2 separate regions of the Mus musculus genome follow, and region 1 is linked to region 2. Evidence: chromatin contacts called from public promoter capture Hi-C data. All regions are on one chromosome and are shown on one strand. Each heading gives the region's core, a stretch centred on a gene start, on an enhancer-like site or on the middle of the called end of the contact. The rest is flanking DNA. Distances are from core to core; before and after follow the strand shown. Region 1 overlaps L2hgdh (L-2-hydroxyglutarate dehydrogenase). Region 2 holds the start of Vcpkmt (valosin containing protein lysine (K) methyltransferase).

What was found. Promoter capture Hi-C pulls out the DNA fragments that hold promoters and counts their contacts.
Region 1: a promoter capture Hi-C map of embryonic stem cells shows a contact between it and region 2, with 2.1 times the contacts expected there. The contact joins the enhancer-like site here to the promoter of Vcpkmt in region 2. A contact is called at or near these places in 19 of 39 promoter capture datasets (the 3T3-L1 cell line, 3T3-L1-derived adipocytes, the C10 cell line and 11 more), 1 of 15 datasets of contacts at CTCF or cohesin (pro-B cells), 43 of 484 Hi-C or Micro-C datasets (the 3T3-L1 cell line, the AML12 cell line, B cells and 28 more), 11 of 115 datasets of contacts at active chromatin or transcription factors (the 230-238 cell line, bone marrow-derived dendritic cells, embryonic forebrain and 4 more) and 4 of 9 other capture datasets (adipose tissue, embryonic stem cells, liver and 1 more).

Annotation. Positions count from the first base shown.
Region 1 is chr12:69,698,661-69,705,484 of GRCm38.p6, reverse strand. It overlaps L2hgdh (L-2-hydroxyglutarate dehydrogenase), which reads left to right. Exons shown (of 10, transcript NM_145443.2): 7 at 3,115-3,282; 8 at 4,044-4,201; 9 at 5,868-5,999. Among named protein-coding and RNA genes, the nearest start is that of Sos2, 20 kb to the right of the region's middle. Within about 2 kb of position 3,959, at least 7 of the 459 cell types and tissues checked have an H3K27ac peak or open chromatin away from gene starts, as enhancers often do. A contact at or near this core is called in embryonic stem cells, where this site is marked.
Region 2 is chr12:69,579,641-69,586,674 of GRCm38.p6, reverse strand. It overlaps Vcpkmt (valosin containing protein lysine (K) methyltransferase), which reads left to right and starts at 3,658. Exons shown (of 6, transcript NM_001033236.3): 1 at 3,658-3,954; 2 at 4,045-4,155; 3 at 4,330-4,399; 4 at 5,438-5,557; 5 at 6,665-6,769. The coding sequence starts at 3,689. Sos2 (SOS Ras/Rho guanine nucleotide exchange factor 2) reads left to right here. Exons shown (of 23, transcript NM_001135559.1): 22 at 1-66; 23 at 1,043-2,914. The coding sequence ends at 1,552. It overlaps Gm24449 (a small nuclear RNA gene), which reads left to right and starts at 417; the gene lies at 417-522.

The DNA.
Region 1 (6,824 bases), core at 2,710-5,209, 120 kb before region 2:
AATCACCCTTCTAGCATGTCTTTTGGGATTTTAAAATAATATTTATTTTATCTTATGTGTATGGGTGATTGCTTGCATGTGTGTCTTTGCGTGGTGTGTGTTCCTGGTGCCCTCTGAGACTGTAAGAGGGCATTGGATCCCTGGAACTGGAGTTGCAAGGAAGATTGTGAGTCACCGTGTGGGTGTGGGGACTGAGCCACGGCTCCAGCCAGCTGATAGGCACTTTATCGCTCTGCTGTACACTGACTTATTAACTTGGGGAGGGAGGAGTGTGCAGTTATGCAGTGGGAGATTGTTCCCCTCCAGTCTCCATAGTCTAAAGCGAGAACCATAGGACACTGGATTCCCTGTCAGGGAGGGCAGAGTCACCCTTACGTGACGGGTTTATAAGCATTCAGTCTTAACAGTTAGGGGATAGCCGGGGTAGCAGAAGCTGGTGGCTCACAGGCTTCCTGGCAGTCTGAGACGTCAGTTACTGAGTGGACACTGCAGCTGTGTACCATCGGTCTGTATGCCTAGCAGATGCAGGATGGCTTGCCTCTGTTACACCGTACTTAGGTTTGACAAATTAAAATGGGGAGGGGCAAAACTACTATGGTTTCACCTAATAAGATGTAATTATTCCTTATTTGAATGAAACATGCTTACTCTCCAACACATTTTAAAACTCATTTAAAAGTATTGTTTTTGTGAGAAGTTCATTATGAGTAATACTTCTACTCTTAGACCCTTAAGTGCTGAGATGTAAGCGTGATCACTTTAAACAGCTTACATTAGATTAACAACTAACCAACTGGAGGTTATTTTGATTCTCAGGGGTCAGCAACAGTGCCTGGATACTTTTGTCAAAACAAAAGATGAAGGGGTCATGGCTGCTGGCATGTGGTGGGTGGAGTTCAGGGATGCTGCCAAACAGCCTCCCTGCATCCCAAGAAGTATCCTGCTTCAAATGGCAGTGGGGTTGAAAGACCCTGTGTTAGACAGTGGGAGAACAGTAGAGGCCACCATGAAGACACCCCACAAACTGAGTGACCTGAACAACAGTTATCTTCCCATACTTTAGGATGGAGAAGGCCAATAGCGAGGTGCTGTCAGGGTTCGTTTCTGGTGTGGTCTTTCTTCCTAGTTTCGTGTGTTACTGCCTTTGAGGTGCTGGAGGCTGAGCCTAGGGAGCTGGAGGTAGTGTACCTAGTTTTGGTAGTGACAAAGATGGACCAATCCATGTGACCTCATCTGGCCTTAATTGCCTTTTTAATGGGGTCAGAACTTCAACATAAGAATTTTGGGCCGGGCGTGGTGGCGCATGTCTTTAACCCCAGCACTCGGAGGCAGAGGCAGGTGGATTTCTGAGTTCGAGGCCAGCCTGGTCTACAAAGTGAGTGCCAGGACAGCCAGGACTACACAGAGAAACCCTGTCTCGAAAAACCAAAAACAAAAAAAAAAGAATTTTGGAAGATAAATGAGGAAAATTTGGAAGAATGTAATTAGTCCACGATAATGATGATAAAAAATAATTGGGTAGTACATAGATAAATGATTTAGTTCCCACAAGTGTGAGAGGCTCTCCTGAGGCTCTGTTTGTTTGGGTTTGGGTTTTGAAACAGGGGTCTCTCTTTGTAGGACTAGCCAGGCTGGAGCTTCCTATGTGACCAGGTCCTCCTGCCTCTGCCTCTCAAATGCTGGATTAAAGGCATGCAGTTCTATGCCCTGTCCTAAGAGGTTCAACTTGCACTTCTCTGATGATTCTGGGGTCAAGCTCCTTTCTCATTACCCGTTGGTAATGTATGCATGTGTTTGAAAGGAGTGACTATTCAGGTCCTTTCCCCAGTTTTGTTTGTCTTGTTCTAGGTTTTCTCTGTGTTGCCCTGGCTGTCCTGGAACTAGCTCTGTAGACCAGGCTGGCCTTGAACTCATAACGATCCACCTGCCCCTGCTTCTCAAGTGCTGGGATTAAAGGTGCACGCATGCCTCTACTGCCCAGTTGAAATCGGATCCCTTACTTTCTGGCCGTTGAGTTCTTGAGTTCCTTTTATGTATTCGGGATTGACCCTTGTCGGGTGGATGGCTTGCTCTAGCTTTGCCTTTGCTGTGCAGGAACCTTGAGTCTGGTGTAGTCCACTTGTTCGTTTTTGCTTCTTTTACTCGTGTCTGTGGTGACCCTTCTACAAAAACCGTCACCAGTGCCAGTACCAGGGAGCACCTTCCATATTCTGTAGTCACAGGTTTTACATTTAAATCTTGACTCCATTTCAAAAAATTTCTTTGATTGTCTGAGATAAGATCTTGCTTGCTAAGTGGCCCTAACTGGTCTGGGGTTTGGGGTGTGTTGTAATTCAAGCTGGCCTTGAACTCCCTTCTGTTTCAGCCACTCAAGTTCTGGTATTGTAGGGATTTACCACTATGTGTAGCTTCAAATTCATTTTTGTACGTTTTATAAAAGAGGGTCCAGTTTTGCTGATAGTTACATTGAATTTGCTCTTTCAGAAAAAAAAAATATGTATTTATCCTTATTTTTTAGCATCTGTTTTCTCCCCTTTGACCTATTTATTCCTTTATACAAGCATATGTGCGTGTGCATGTGTGTGTGGGTAGCCTAGGTTAGCCAGGGCTATACAGTAAGAATGCCTGCCACCCCCAGTCCCTGGAAAAGTATCTCAGCATATATGGACTATATAATGGGATTCAGTGTGTTGTTTCCATACGTGCATATAGTTTGTTGATTAAACCCAAACTTCCTTTACCCATCTTCTATATTGCAACCTCTGTTAATTCCTCATTCAGTTGTAGTGTTTTGGGTTTTTCTTTTTTTTTTTTTTTTTTTTGGTGGTGCACACACACACTTTATTTATTTATTTATTACATGTAAGTACACTGTAGCTGTCTTCAGACGCACCAGAAGAGGGCATCAGATCTCATTATGGGTGGTTGTGAGCCACCATGTGGTTGCTGGGATTTGAACTTCAGACCTTCGGAAGAGCAGTCAGGTACTCTTACCCACTTAGCCATCTCACCAGCCCCCGTGTTTTGGGTTTTAAGGTTTCACCCACAGACAAGGGCTGCCACATTTTCTTTCTCATGTTTAGAAACTAACCATGCGTCTTTATTTTGTTCCAGGGAAAGGAGATTCGGTGTCGATATGTTGTCACATGTGCTGGTCTTTACTCTGACCGTATTTCAGAGTTGAGTGGCTGCAATCCTGACCCTCAAATTGTCCCATTCCGGGGAGATTACCTGGTCTTAAAGCCAGAAAAGGGCTACCTTGTAAAAGGAAATATTTATCCGGTAAGTAATGATCCTTCTGTCTTCTCACTATCAAGTTAGTCGGAGCCACAAAGGAAATGAAAATAAAAAATGTTTACCTGCTTTAGAAAGGGTTTCAGGGCTGTGTGCGTCATAATATCATCTGCCTGCTGTGGGTCTGTTCCCAAAGCCGCCTTCTGCTCTGTGGGTCACATGTCTCTGAAAGCACGAGTACACCCTGGAGTACAAGAACCAGCTCCTCCCTCCCCTGTGGGAGAGCAGCAGGAATACTGATGCCTTCAGTGCACTGGGAACAGGGGGCTATGGCTGCTCCAGTTCCAGGAGGTAAAAGTTGGGGGTGTGTATATGGAGCGCGCGCTCTCCTGCCTGCGGTTACCCTGCTGATGAGCCAGTCCCTGGGAGAATGGGAGGCTCCACTGGTGACTGACTTGTCTGCTGCTGCTCACTTCCCCGAGGCCTAGGCTGGAGATGTGTACATTTCTTCCCGGCAGCCATGAATTGCCTGCCAGTCACAGACCTCTCTTATAGGAGAAAGAGCCAAGATTATGACAGTTCATCTTTTCTCCCTTTCCCAGAAAGATGGATAAGTGGAACAATATATATTAATGTCACTAGCATTTAAAAACAGGATGTGTGTTAATAGAGAATCCTCCCTGAATACAGCTCGTGACGCGTTCAAATGTGTGGGAGGAGCTCTCTTACGTCACCAGTTAGATGCTTGTGTGCGCAGTACACGGGAACGTGAACTGTGCTAACCGTTCATCGTTGTGTTGAGTCTGCAGGTCCCAGACAGCCGGTTTCCTTTCCTTGGAGTTCACTTTACGCCCAGGTTGGATGGCACTATTTGGCTAGGGCCTAATGCAGTGCTTGCCTTTAAACGGGAAGGTTACAGACCCTTTGACTTCGATGCCAGAGATGTTATGGAAGTAATTCTCAAAAGGTAATAATGTCTGTCACCTTTAAGAAGATTTTATGTACTTGGTTTTTTTTTTAACTCCAGAAGTTTTTGATATTCTGATAGACTAAACCTTCATTTATGTGACTGTTATTGTTTATTATTCCCAATTAAGATCTTTCTGTAATAAGCATAAACTTGATTATTTGGTTTTGATGCTAAGGATTGAAGGCAGAACCTTGTACATACCAGCAAGAGGGTTTTTCCAAGTGTAATGCTTTACTGCCTCACAAAAGATTTTGATGAACCAGGGTAATAACGTCTTAGCTAAAAGGAAAGTAAGGCCAAAGTCATTCATAAATAAAAGTAGTTTCTTGTCCTAGGCAGTGGAGGCACACACCTTTAATCCCAGCACTTGGGAGGCAGAGGCAGACAGATTTCTGAGTTCAAGGCCAGCCTGGTCTACAAAGTGAGTTCCAGGACAGTCAGGGTTACACAGAGAAACCCTGTATCAAAAAACAAAAATAAAATAAAATAAAATCTGGTAGTTCATATCTTAAATGTTACTAAAAGACCAGAAACAACTTTGAAAAGACCATTTCAAGCTAGTCACCATTGTTTTGTAAGCTGTTAGATAAAATTTACTAATGAAATGGCACATACACTTGTGTGTGTGTGTGTGTGTGTGTGTGTGTGTGTGTGTGTATCTAAGGTTGATACCATATAGACTTATGACACTGTTCTAAGAAATAGCCTTATATTTGGGTTTTCCTGTGTGCATGCACATGTGTGTGGGTGTGCCACATGCATGTGTATGTGTAGGCCATAGTTTGATGTCAAGTGTGTTGTGCTTTATAAATGGCGGTATAATGCAGTGGGAGGGAGCATCTCAGTGGGCCTGGCCAGGGTGCTGCCCTGAGGAGTCACTGCCATACCATAGTTCAGTACAAAGGGAAGGTTATTGGAGGAAGGGAAAGGGCCTGGTTAAAAGGGGGTGGGGGGAGACAGAGACAGGAAGAGTGGGGTTTGGCTTGTACCTGGCAGGTTGGGCAAGGCCTAGGGGAGTTGCCAACCAGGTGAGGCCTAGGGGAGTTGCCAACCAGGTGTCTTCCTCAGTCATTATCCTCCTTATTTTGTTTTGGAGACACACTCAACTAGGAGCTCATTGATTCATCTAGACCAGCTGGCCAGCAAGCCCCAGGGGGCTATTTCTCCTTCACCTTCTTGAGTATGCTTGGCAAACACATAGTTACCAAATGCGCTTTCTCCCAGCCCGCTGGTCTGTTTAGCAGTCTTTCTCTTCAGAAGAGTTTATATACAACCAGTGGAAAGCATTTTAAATTATGTATGGGCTTTACCCTCTGCAGGCTCTTAACAGAGGATTAGGTTGACCTTCTTAGCATGTGTACAGAATCTCACTTAAGAACTACTACTAGAATATTGTGCCTCTGCCAGACTAAACTAGGGTAAGTGTCGCACTGTTTTAAAGACGCCTCTTTAGTGTATTGAAAGCATTAGAAAGCCTGAACACTAGCAAGACTACCATTCTGAAGTCGAGTTCCTTATAAATTTTGAATATGAGTGAATTCCTCTCCTTATATTAGCCAAAAGTTTCTTTACTATGTAACTTTTTCTAAAACGTATAGATATTTTATAGTAATAAAAGATTCCTCTATCTCAAGGGTGTTTTTTTTCTTTCCTTCATTCTTAGCGGCTTCATTAACCTGGTGTTCCAGCATTTCTCTTATGGAGTTAATGAAATGTATAAAGCCTGTTTTCTCAGTGAAACAGTGAAGCATCTTCAAAAGTTCATTCCTGAAATCACCATCAGCGATGTCCTTCGGTAAGGCAATGTGAGAGGGAGGCCTGGCTGGTGATAGCCCTCGCTCAGATGGCACAGCCTCAGAATCTTTGCTCTCTTTTTCCCAAGAGGCTAGCATCCCTCTTGCACTACTGTATCATAGCCTTTAGTTCTTCAGACTCATCTGTCCATTTTGTTGGTTTTGTTTTTGAGACAGGGTTTCTCTGTGTGCCACTTTGACTGAGTCTTTTTTATATTATTATTATATGTAAGTACACTATAGCTGTCATCAGACACTCCAGAAGAGGGCATCAGATCTCCTTACGGATGGTTGTGAGCCACCATGTGGTTGCTGGGATTTGAGTTGCTGGGATTTGAACTCAGGCCCTTCGGAAGAGCAGTCAGTGCTCTTGACCACTGAGCCATCTCACCAGCCCTTGACTGAGTCTTAAAAACCCTTTAGACACATACTTGCCTTTCGTCTTCTCAACTTAAAAATTTTTAATTTTATTTTTAATTGTGTATGTCTGTGGAGAGGTGTGGTCTCATGTGCACATGAACCCGGAGGCATTGGAGCCCATGGAACTGGAACTACAGGAGTTGTAAGCTGCCCATAGTGGGTGCTGGGAATCAAACTCACTCACGCAGATTCGGGCGGGGCACGCTCTGCATCACTGGGATCCGCCCACTACTTGTGCTTCTGTCCACTTGGACTCTGCTTGTAGGATAGAAGTAGGATGTAGCCCGGCTATAGTTGTTCTAAATCCTTGCTCAGGGGTGTCAGGAAAGCTTTGTTGGTGTTTTCTTCTTGGAATTAGAGACTTTCTGGACTTGCTGTGTAGATTCTTCTGAACTCATCAAGCCTAT
Region 2 (7,034 bases), core at 2,409-4,908:
GAGCCACTAATTCCTCCTCCGCTTCCCCCTCGGAAAAAGTTTGATCATGATGCTCTCAATTCCAAGGTAGCCATCCATCCGGGCCTGGGTGGGCCTCGTATTAGGCCAAGTTGTGAATCTTCAGAATAGTACTCATGTTTTAGAGTAATTTTAGAGTGTGTCAGTCATAATTTAGTCACATTGTACGAATCTTTAAAATTTATATTGCTGTGTTTAAAAAATGCTTTAAGTAATTGTTTAATAATTTTTTAAAAACTTTTTTAAAAAGTAGAAAATTTCCAATCATCAGAAGTACATTGTCTTTCTTATGCAGATTGGGGAAGGAGGGTGGAATTTCTATTGAAAGAACCTGAAAACTTTAGACCAGTGCTTCTCAAATGTAAGAATCATTGGGGACTTCTTAAAAGCGGGCTGCTGTGCTCGCTTCCACAGCACACATACTAAAATTGGACCAACACAGAGAAGATTAGCATGGCCCCTGCGCAAGGATGCATGCAAATTCATGAAGTGTTCCATATTTTAAAAAAAAGAAGTGGGCTGTTGAGCAGCCTTAGGCTGTCAGCCTGCAGCCGGGCCTGGCCGTGCTGCGCCGTTCATTCTCCCCTGGTACTGCCGCTGCTGCTCCCTGGATCACACTTGAGATCCACTGCTCTAAGCACCATGGGAAAAACAGAAGTAGATGCTCAGTGAATAGAATTAGGTATTAAATGCTGTTGATAACATGTCCTTTCATATCTATGAAGTGTGTTGTTTTCACTGACCTGTTGCATTAAGTTTTATACATTTCTGGAATGTTGGAAGCAAAGCAAGACAATATGGAGCTCTATGTATTAAGGTTTCAGGGATAACATCTTAAATATCCAAATCTTAAACTGAGCCTAGAATTTGATTGGAAGCAATTTAGTTAGAAACCTGATAAATAAACCCCATTAATTTAATTTGAGCCTCCAGATTTAACTTTTCACAGAAGAGTTTTCAGTCTTTTTAAATTGTCCTGTACATTTCCCAAGAGACTATACATATCCCTTTGTGTTCTGTTTAGGGAGCTGTGAAATCTGATGATGACCCTCCTGCTATTCCACCAAGACAGCCCCCTCCTCCGAAGGTAAAGCCAAGAGTTCCTGTCCTCATGGGTACATTTGATGGGCCTGTGCCCAGTCCACCTCCACCTCCTCCAAGAGACCCTCTTCCTGATACCCCTCCACCAGTTCCTCTTCGGCCTCCGGAACACTTTATAAACTGTCCATTTAATCTTCAGCCGCCTCCACTGGGCCATCCTCACAGAGACCCAGACTGGCTCAGAGACGTCAGCACGTGTCCTAACTCACCAAGCACTCCTCCCACTACGCCCTCTCCACGGATTCCACGCAGCTGTCACTTGCTCAGCTCCAGTCACAGCAGCCTTGCTCATCTTCCAGCTCCTCCTGTCCCACCAAGGCAGAATTCAAGCCCTCTCTTACCAAAGCTGCCACCAAAGACTTACAAACGGGAGCTTTCCCACCCGCCACTGTATAGACTGCCTCTGCTGGAAAATGCAGAAACTCCTCAATGACCTTGGCCATATGTAGTCATTGACACTGGAATAGTATTTGTAAAGGTTTTTAATTTATTCAAAAAGACATAGTATTTTAGTACTTTTTACAGAAATGCTACTGATTAAATAAGCTCTTAAGAATTAGTAAACTTGTTGGATGGCAGTGGCCCACAGCTGTAATCCCAGCACCCTGGTTGCAGGGGCAGGTGGGCTTCAGGGTTTGAGAGCAGCCTGGTCTACAGAGCAAGTCCCAGGACAGCCAGGGCTACACAAAAAAACCTTGTCTCAAAAGTCAAAATACAAACAAAAGAGAGAAAAGGAAGGAAGGAAAGAATTTGAAATATTAAAATGCAAAAGCCCTTCACCATAGCCCCCAGGTGATCAGCAGCATTGCTTCCTCGGCTCCCCAGTGCTGCCCTAGGCCAGTATAAAGACTCTGTATTGCACTGTAGACTCTGCTAGCAGACGGCACTGAGAGGAGCCAGCGCTCGAGGGCGTTCTCACGCCTGACTGATAGATACCTTTTTAGGGTGATGAACTTACACAGATGCAGAAGATATGGGGTGGTGGTCCTGGGTTTTAACCCTCTGACCGTCTTCTAGCTTCTAATTTTGTTTGGTTTTTACATCTAGGAGACTTAGGAATAATACCCACTGTTCTTAAACTCTTTGAGACCATGTCTTAAATGTCAGTATTTGCTGCTGAAGACAAAAACGGAAAATAGAATGAAATAATAGAATGCACTGTGTTTATTATTTTGTTAAAATTATAAACAGTTCTACATAACCTGATTATAGAAGAAGGGCATGTGTTCATTAAGATGTGCCTTTTGTTTTGCAGTGTATGGTGTTTAGCTAATCATTGTTTAGCTAATGATTTGCCTATTATTTGGGAAGACAAAATTAATATGCCATATATGTACAGTTTATTTATATTGTATATATTTAAAGATAATGCTAATAACCTCTATAAATGTAAGTGACTTGAGGCCTATAATACAATCTGCTATTTGACTAATTTGTAAGTCTGGAACAAAAGTGTCTTATGGCATAAGAACCAACTGCCATTGTCAAACCTATTAACTGTCTTTAATCTCGTGTTAACTGAAATTTTTGAAAAGTTTTTCCAGATTAGTAATATTTAAACAGAAAATACTTTAAAAAGCTTTATTAAATTTTTTAATCAGGATAAAGCTTTGCCATTTGGATACTATCATTCAAAGTGATCAAGGTATGTATGTTATGCTGATAGTGCAGTAGCAGCCATTGTAAAGTAGCCAAAAGCCACGTTGTTTATCTACTGGTCTGTGGCCTTTTACTGTGCTTTGTATCAGAGTTCTTAACAAGATTAATAAATCACCTCAGTCTTAATTTGTAAAAGATTTGCAATATTGTTTTTCATCACAAAGAGCAAGGAGAAGCTGGGAATAGTGGTGAGCACCTGTAATCGCAGAACTTGGGAGGTTAGACGGAAGCATCTGGACTTAAAGGCGACTCGACTACGTGAAGAGTATGAAGAGTTTGAACCTACTTGGGATACAGGAGGCCATCCTGAAAACAAAAAAACAAAAAACAACAAAGCTGAAAAAAATCTAGAAGAACGAATAGCTATCATCTGTTTATTACGTGTGTGTGTGTGTGTGTGTGTGTGTGTGTGTGTGTGTGTGTTCATACTAGAGATCCAATGTGACAGGCCAACCTGCAGGTCTCTCCTTCTACTATGTGAGTCCTTGGTCTTGCTGGCCATCTTTTGGCCCCGTGGGATGTAAAAGGACTAACTTTTCTTTACCATTAAAAGCAAGTAGCACGTTCCCAGCCACCACGTTTATGCATTCATATGAAAAGGAAGCACAGTAGGAAAACTTCTTGAATATAACCATTTTTAGATAGGACCTGGGTAGCTGCCTAGATCTATCGCCAGCGGCTCTGTGTGAGCCGTTCTCCAGCTATGTATAAGCACTGTCGGTCGCTTTGCTTCTTAAAGTGCCTATCATTGTAGCAGCAGCTGGGCCACTCCTGGGTAGGTTCTGCTGCTTCCTGCGGACTTTGAGAGTCACGCATGCGCCTTGGGCAGCCGCCCTGCCGCTGGGAGGTACGGGTGCTGCGTGGGCGTGACGTTACCGCGTGCCGCAGCCTGCGGCGGGCCGGGGCAGGGATGGCGGCCGCCGTGGAGCCGGAGGTGGAGGACCCGCTGTGGAGCTTTGTGCGGGTTCTGGAGAAGCGGGATGGGACAGTGCTTCGGCTGCAGCAGTACGGCTCCGGGGGCGTGGGTTGCGTTGTGTGGGACGCCGCCATCGTCCTTTCCAAATACCTGGAGACGCCGGGGTTTTCTGGCGACGGGGCCCACGCGCTGAGTCGGCGCTCGGTGCTGGAGCTGGGCTCCGGCACGGGGGCCGTGGGGCTCATGGCTGCGACCCTCGGGTAAGAGCTGGCGGGAAGGCGCTGGTCGCCCAGCATCAGGTCACCGGCGTGCAGCCTTGCGCCTGTACCTCAACGAGGTTGTTTTTTTAGGGCAGATGTTATAGTCACTGATCTTGAAGAGCTGCAGGACTTGCTGAAAATGAATATTGATATGAACAAGCATCTTGTGACTGGTTCTGTTCAAGCCAAGGTACTGAAATGGTTTGTATGGCCTTTCAGCTTGTTTTTAAGATAATCGATCGCTTACATGGGCTTTAAATTGCATTTTACACAACGCTTGCTTAATATGAGGGGAGCCTTCTGCTTCTCGTTTCTAAAATGAACACTTTAAATCGTCAGAGCATCAGTTAAAGACATACGTTTGACATTTTTAAGGGGTGAAGACATAGAAGACTTGATGTCACCAGACTACATATTGATGGCAGACTGTATATACTATGAGGAGGTGAGTAGTGGTCGAACTGGTGTGTCCGAAAGCCCACAGCTCTCCGTGGTTTAACACCTCCAGGTGTGGGATATTTGTTCTATAGATGATGAGGCAGTAAAGAGAAGTTAAACTATCAAAGGCAACACATTCGCACAATTCAGGATAGGCATACAGGCCTGCCTGTGCGAGGTGGTTGAGAAAACTTGCGTGCATTCTACTGGAGACTTTTTGGAAAAATTTAAAAGGATTTTCCGATTTGCATATATTCTAGAAAACTAAGATACCTTCTGTTTGTTTGTCTGTTTGTTCATTTGTTTTTCTTTTCCCATTGACTGCTAACTGTGACTTTGGAAATTAATTAAAATGCAGGTTGGCTCACTCCTAGAATCCTAGCACTCACAATTGCCATGAATGCTAGGCCAGCACAGAGTGAGACGCTCCAAAATTAGTTATTCTCAGTGACAACATTTTATTAGACTTGTGGAATGATTTTCTTCCCATATCAGTTTATGCAGTATTGGACAGTATTTAGTTTTAAGTTGATGCCTTGAGCCAACTGATGATCAAAAGGGTCAGCAGTTAAGAGCACACACAGTTCTTCCAGAGGATCCAAGTTCAGTTCCCAGTACCCACATCAGGCAGTTCACAGCCACCTGTAACTCCAGCTCCAGGAAGATCAATTCTTCTGGCCCTGCAGGCACTAGCACATACTTAGACACAGGCAAATACGTGCATATAATTAAAATAACAAAAATTAAATTTAAACCATTAGGGTCAGGCTTGCTTTGGTAGAATAAATAGTTGATTGTTTAAATACCACATTAACTTAGATGAAGTGAAATTAGACTTGTAAGACTTAAGTCTAGCAAGATGTGATGGTACAACTTAACTAGAAACCAGTATAATTATTGGTAGTCAGGGGTTGTTTACCAGTCTTGTTTGATAACCTTGCTTTGTTTTGTTGGTTTAGAATGGTTTGACTCACCTCCTGACCCTTTCCTATCACAGGAAACTCTTGACGTAATAAACTGAAAATGGTATTTTTTTTTTAAATAGTCCTTGGAACCACTGCTGAAAACATTAAAAGATCTCAGTGGATCTGAAACTTGTATTATATGTTGTTACGAACAACGTACAATGGGGAAAAATCCAGAAATTGAGAAGAAGTATTTTGAGGTGAGTATCGTAATAGGTCTGTCTTGGTAGCAGTTACCCTCTGGGGGAGCTGGATGCGGTCGCTGCGGTATTTTAGGCAATGTGATGTGGGGGAAACATTCTCTTGATTAGAACCCAGGGAGACGTTTCCACAGCCCTCCTCCCACTGTCTCTGACCTTGCTAGGCCAGGTTTGCTGGCTGTTCTCACAGTCCTTACTGTTGCACTGCGAGGTGCCAGGGGCCAGTGATGACAAGCTTGTCTTCTGAGACAGTTTTCAAGGCTGCTAAACACGAGACCCTTTGGGAGTTTCTCAGCAGGGTATTTAAAGCTTGCATGATAGAATGGAGGTGGTGGACCTTACTTGTGTATTTTCCTATATATTTTTATTTTACATAAGTAGCGATTTCCTGAGCGTTGTTGTTGTTTGTGTTTGTTTGTTTTAAAGATTTTTAAAAATTTTATGTATATGAGTACACCAGTGCTCTCTTCAGACACACCATTACGGATGGTTGTGAGCCACCACGTGGTTGCTGGGAATTGAACTCAGAACCTCTGGAAGAGCAGTCGGTGCTCGTAACCGCTGAGCCATCTCTCCAGCCCCCTTGTTGTTTGTTTTTAAAGTTGGAAATGAATGCCTGTCTTGTCTGTCTTTTATACGATGTTAATTCTCCCCTCAAGTGGCACCCATACCCTTTTATGGGCACAGATGCAACCTATGAAAAACTGGCTCCTTTTGAAGCTGCATCTGTAGTCCTGAAATTCTGTCTGCTGGAAGGACTACTTTTGTCTAATGACAAAAACAACTATGTGACTCCTTCAGATAATATGTGCTATATGTTATAATATATAAATAGGCTTAATTATTAAGTAAATATAATATATTCCATGTTTTTCATTAATATGGGAAAATGTTACTCAACTTTTGAAATTATAATTTTAAAAATCCAAGTAATTCATATTTACTTAAAACATGTACAGTGCACATATATCAGGTTCTCAGCTCATGTGGTTTCATCTAAATAACTGTGCCAATGTAAAGATACAGAGCACTCCAGACTTGAGAAGGCTTCCGAGTTGCCCTTGCCAGTCAGTCTGAATTTATCACAAATGTCCTTTAAATTTATAGCTCCTGCAGCTAGACTTTGACTTTGAAGAAATCCCTTTGGACAAACATGATGAAGAATACCGAAGTGAAGACATTCATATTGTGTACATCAGAAAGAAAAAGCCAGTATGTGCTTTCACAGTTCTTCATATCTGATTGTGTCAGCTGGCTCTTGTCTGTGTGCTGAGCTGTGGTCAGGTTCGTCATCTCCACCTAGTGTGAAGAGCTGTGCTGACTGACACGCAGCGTTTCCATCGTTCATGTGTTGCCTTGGGTTCTTGGTCACAGTCTCAGAACTCAGGAAGTGGAGGGCTATGCAGTTGGAGGCCAGGCTGGCCACAGTGGGACACTATATCAAAATTTATGTAAGGCTGGCTTTGTTTCTGCCATG